Regions from separate parts of the Gossypium hirsutum genome. Here region 1 is linked to region 2. The links are chromatin contacts, called in public Hi-C maps. All regions are on one chromosome and are shown on one strand. Each heading gives the region's core, a stretch centred on a gene start, on an enhancer-like site or on the middle of the called end of the contact. The rest is flanking DNA. Distances are from core to core; before and after follow the strand shown. Region 1 holds the start of LOC107929675 (RGG repeats nuclear RNA binding protein A). Region 2 has its middle 8.2 kb from the start of LOC107929637.

Region 1 (2,964 bases), core at 34-2,533, 38 kb before region 2:
AAAGACAAAAGTTCCCCACAGAATGCAGATTTCATTTCTATAGTTAAGGCATGCACCTTTGGCACTGCGCCTCAGCATCAAACAAAAAAAGCGCCTCAAGACCTCTTGGGCAAGATGCATTGGATTAGAAGTTTTCTTTAGTTCATTCATTTTTTATTTTATTTTTCATTAATTTTACCTTTACTAAGAATAGAAGAACACTGCCAAACACTCTACTTCTCAATGCTTGATTATTCAACAACAGACATGAGATAAAAAAAGAAAAAAGAAAAACCATGCACATTGGCCAACAAAAAATTGTACATTTCATTTTTTTGTAGGAGAATGAGATTAAAGTTTGATCTATCTTTTAGAGGTTTATTATCATTACCATATATCTTAAGCTTTTATACCACATATAAGGATTCTAGTAGCTTGAGTGCAACTTGACAGCATTGGATTTCATTTTAGAAAAGAAATAACAGCAACAAACCAATATGCGTTCCGGAATCTTTTGCTCTGTTCACTATAAGAAGTAAGTCTATACAGATAAGAAACTCTCAATGACTATATTCCAAGTAAATAACCGACAACAAATACTCTTTTAACAATCAGAGTCCAACTGCACTTTACAAGAAACGAAACCGAAGCATAATAAACATAAACCCACTCAAACCCCCCTCCCCCCAGAGTTCGACCATTAAGAAAAGGCAACTTGAACTTAACACAATCGGGTAAACTCAAGAGCCAATACAGAGAGCTAAAAATAATGAGACACTTTGATAGAGAAAACTTACCAGCCTGAGCAGGAGGGAGAGGCTTGGAGGGAAGCTTAGCCTGAGTTGCAGGCAGCGTCTTAGCTTGAGGTTTTGCTGGGCTCTTCCTTGGAGCAGCAGCAGTGGCAGTGGCCGCTGCGACGGCCTTTTGCTGAGCAGCGATCAGCAATGATAGTTCCCCAGTGTCGTCATCCCCCAACAAATCAAAAGGGTTCAAACCAGCCATTTCTTTTTTTGAATGAAAAATCCACACTAATCACTTCCAAACCCCTTAGAATCTTTCTTTTATAATAACCAAAAAATCCCTTACTCTTACAAAACTTCCATTAGATTTTTATGTTATGAAACCAAACCAATCTTCTAATAAATTTAAAAAAAAAAGTTAGAAGAGGTACTGTAGAAAGAAAAACCCTAGCCGCAAAAGAGATAAGAGTTTAGAGTATAGGACTCTAACAGAGAGAGAAACCTAATCTGACAGAAAAAGTCTCCTTTCTTCACTACGGTATTTAAAAAAAAAAAACAAATTCTTTGTTGAGAGCGAATAAAGGTTTAAATATGCTTTTGAGTTCTTTGTCCTCTTAAAATTAAAAAATTAACCTCTAAATTTTTATATTTAAATATTAAGTCCTTGTACTTTTGTTACGTAATTGTGTTCACCAATATGAAACCTAGATAAAATTTAGATTGCCTACCCGCGGCCCAGTTGGGCCCAACCAATTAGATGCATGTAGACCTTATAGTGAGGGTTCGCCAAAGGGGTGAGGGTTCGCCAAAGGAGCTCGCAACGGTAGTTCACAATTCCAGTTCGCATGTGCTTAAAATTTCGCATGTGGGGGCCAACAAGCAGACCAAAACAACACACGTATCCAACATACATAGAGCCTACCAAGAATGTCAATTCCATGAATAATAATCATGTGTATAAATATTTTATTGTCCCTTTCAATGAGACATAACGAAAAAATATTCAACAATTGACACTGTGAGCGTGCACATATTTTCGACCAACGAATTTCTTCTCAGTTTGATGAAAAATTATCAAAGTTACGATGGCTTACCCGAATGAAAATTTCCCTTTCGATCTTTCATCTGGATAACTTGGAGCCTCGGGATATGGTAGCCAACTTGCTGGAACAGACTTGTTTGTTGACTCACCCGAGAGTTTCAAGCCTATTCGACTTAAACTTTCCCTCTGGTCGCGGGTTGTCACTTCCTTCCAACCAAAAAGCGTCAACGCAACAATTCCTTGCTCTTCAAGAGTAGATGAAGTTTATGAGGGAAGAAATGGCTGCACAAAATGCACGGTTTGAACAACAACAGACTTTTCAACAAGAGTTATTGAAACGAAATGAAGAATTTAAAAGAAAGGTACAATCTGATAATTCTAACTTTTACGATAATATGACTATGCAGGTTGAAGGCCCAGGCTTGCATGTGAGGGAATGGAAAAATGATATGGATGCATTGTGGCAAGACGTGAGGACATTGCATCCTGAGTCTAGAGACATGGACCTTTTCTATTCTAACAATCCATTGGCCCCGGAGGTAGCAGCAATAAATCTACTGCATGATTTTAAGGTCTTAAAAGACATGTTCAAGGGTAAGAGAGACCCACGAGCCCATTTGATGCAATATAACGACTATATGAATGTAATTGGAGCCTTAGACCCTGCGAAGTGTAAAGCTTTTTCCACAACGCTTAAGGGAAGTGCGAATGATTGGTACTTGTCTCTTCTTCAAGGCTCAATCCGAAGTTTTTCCCAATTGGTTCAGATGTTTCTAAGAAGGTTCAGGGCTTACAGAACGATCATGAGCATACCTATGAGATTAATGTTAGTAAAATAGAGAGAAACGGAGTCTCTCTAAGATTACGTGAAGCGATTTCTTGCGGTAACACTGAATATGAAGAACATTGAGAACCAATGGGCTATCGATGCTTTAATCACGGGGTGCAAAATGAACATGTACAATACTCCTTAGGGTAACAAGCCCCGGACTTTGGCTAACTTGTATGCATAGCACATTTCAAGAAGATGGTAGACAGTTTTGAAAGAAAGAAGGAGCTCGCAGTAGGTAGGGGTAACCCAACCAAGCTCTGCATGCCGAGGTGATAGACAACAGAGAACACAGGCATAGGGTAATTCTTCCAAAACTCCTTAGGGATCTCAACCCAAGCAAACAAGAAGGTATATATCTTAAGGTAGGTTTG
Region 2 (2,814 bases), core at 61-2,560:
TTTTTTGTGTTGATAATATTTTGGTAACTTTTTGTGTTTGTAATATTTGGATGATATAATGACATGATAGGATGTCATTACAATGTTGTAACTTTTTGAGGTTGTAAAATTTTATAACATATGGATTATGACATATAAACTAATGAAATCATGTAACTTTTTGTTAATATATGAATATTATGTTTGGATGTGAAATATAATGCTCAAGTTATTTATTACTTCTAATATTTTTTTATTGTAGAATAATTAAATTATTTGTTTCACTAATGATATTTTAACACATTAAATATGTAGTGCAGTTTAAAAATAATAAAGTAGATTATATAGTTTTTATAGTATTATATATTATGATTTTTTTAATTCATATAATAATAATTATATTAAGAATTTTATTAAATTATATATTATTTTATTAAATTATACTTAATAATAATTATGTTAAAATATGGTTAAATTATTTATTATTTTTATTAAATTATTTTTAATAATAATCTTATTAAAATTTAATAACAATAGCAATAATTATCTACCTAAAAAAATTTTTGCTAAGGGTATTTTGATCATTTTAGTTTTTTTATTCTATTACAACATCATTCCATTCGACTAAACAGTTGAAATACTGATTATAGCTCTATTCAATTACAGCTCTCTTCTATTACAGTGAACCAAACGTACCCCTAGTAAAAAGAGTTGTAGTGTAACAAATATTTATGGAGAAAGGAAGAAGATTATATATATTATATTAAAAAATTGTTAACTTTTAAAGAGCAATGATTAAATTAATAAAAAAATTATAAATATTGAGAGTTTAATATTTATTTTCTAATTATCACATTAGTAATGATAGAGTTAAATGGAGAGACCATAATTTTTAAATAAAAAGTATTAGGATTTAATATCTCAAAAATAAAATATATGATCAATTTTAAATTTCAAAAGAGTACAAAGACTTTATACAAAATACTTTAAAATGAGTCTAGTAAATTAATATCTTGAATTCAAATTTTGTGAACAAACAAAAAGTGTTGGAAAGATTTTACTTTTCAATTGGAATTCAACGTGATTGGATTTTGAAAGCAAAATAATTGGATGAAATTACAACTATTATGAAACAATTATACCTTTTGTAATTGCAAAGAGATTTTATTTCCAGAAAGTATTTGACTAGCAGAATTAATTAGACCATAATTTTTTATGCCATGGCTGATAATTACATAACGTCAGGGCACATAAACCTCCCACCCTGTATCATGCCTAAATTAAGCTCCAATTATATGACACAAGGGCCCTGTTGGTCCACTTCCTCAAGGTCAAGCACCAACAATATTACTTGAATTCCTCTCTCATGTGACCTACCAACAGCCACAAGTACCAATCCACCCAACTACGCACCCAAATTCAACTTAATCATGGGATGCCCAGCGGCAAAATAGAATCCAAGGGCATGTGTTTCCTTTGTAAGGAAATAAAAAAAGATAGAAAATTGAATGGTGAAAGAATAGAAAGATGAAAAGTGTTGGGATCTTAGTTGTCTTGTATTTGAAGTATCTTCTCATGTTTGAATAGTTTCTCAAATTACATGTTTTATCACTATGTTCTGTCCTTGTTTGAACAGTTGTTTGGACAAACCTTTGAACAACAGTTTGTATACGTCTTTAAGATAGTTGAACTACATTATAAAGTTGGCATTTTTTTTACTTTGATTTTCATGATTGTTACACTATTAGCAAATTATTCTCAGGCTATGTTTTATTCTATCATTATCCTTATCTTTATGCTTGTCCTTATCTTTTTATTTGGAGACCAGGCTGACTCTTTTACTTGAATATGAAGGAAGTTGTGGGATAATTATTGAAGATATTTCAAAACCAATAAATATTTTCTTATGTCAAAAATATTACTTTTTCATTTAATATAATTAATTATACTTATTAAATTATTTTCTCAACCCAAATTTAATTCAATTAAAGTCATAACCACTTTACCTATTTAAAATTTGAGTAAATTAATTTAATTAATCTTGTTCTTAAGAAACTACGTTGATTGAATTAATTTAATTTCTTCTTCAAACTTTAATTATTTAATTTTAGAATAATTTAATAATAATTCAAATATATAAATTAATTTTTGAGTCACTTCTTGTTTATAGCGAGAAAACGCATTCACTGCAGATAGTGATACATGCGATCTATTTCTTTAGTCCATTGTTTCACATGTTTCCATTTCATCGATTAATGCAAACCATCAAAGTTATATCAAGCTAACAGAGGAACCGGTTAGACATATATAATTAGGGTTCAAATAATTTTTAAATAAGTTTCAAATCTTTGTCTTTTAATTACAACATTATTTAGTCATGAAGTCATTCCACTAAAGTCCCATGACTGAGCTTTCCCTATTATATACCATTACAAAAGTTACTTTACTAAATGTTTGTCCAATGACCTTGTCATATGTGGTACCCTCATAGGATATCTTTAATCTCTTTGGGATAAATTTGTTCTCTCAATATGATCCTATTTTATTTCATGGTAATCATTACATCTTACTTCATGAAAAATAAATTACTAATAAATAGTAATTAAATAATTCATCTTAAGACAAATGACTCGTTTCCCACCTATCATGTAATGCCGACGAGAGGATATCATTTACCCTTTATTGGGTTATGAATTCTACTATTGTACATGAAGCTATGTCATGCAAAAGTCGTATATCCAACGAACCAACTTTCAACTCTATTACTAATTTAACACAAGTTATCAATACATCAAAGTACACAAGTCGTGCACACACAACGCATCACTTGCTCGG

Evidence for each region. Hi-C and Micro-C count contacts between places; a contact is called where the count stands out from the background.
Region 1: a Hi-C map of leaf shows a contact between it and region 2, with 2.2 times the contacts expected there. The contact joins the promoter of LOC107929675 here to the enhancer-like site in region 2. A contact is called at or near these places in 14 of 34 Hi-C or Micro-C datasets (anther, cotyledon, fibers and 3 more).

The regions. Positions count from the first base shown.
Region 1 is chrA08:106,685,373-106,688,336 of Gossypium_hirsutum_v2.1, reverse strand. It overlaps LOC107929675 (RGG repeats nuclear RNA binding protein A), which reads right to left and starts at 1,283. Exons shown (of 7, transcript XM_016861167.2): 1 at 777-1,283. The coding sequence starts at 981.
Region 2 is chrA08:106,647,162-106,649,975 of Gossypium_hirsutum_v2.1, reverse strand. No RefSeq gene overlaps it. Among protein-coding and RNA genes, the nearest start is that of LOC107929637, 8.2 kb to the left of the region's middle. Within about 2 kb of position 1,310, at least 2 of the 9 cell types and tissues checked have an H3K27ac peak or open chromatin away from gene starts, as enhancers often do. A contact at or near this core is called in hypocotyl and leaf, where this site is marked.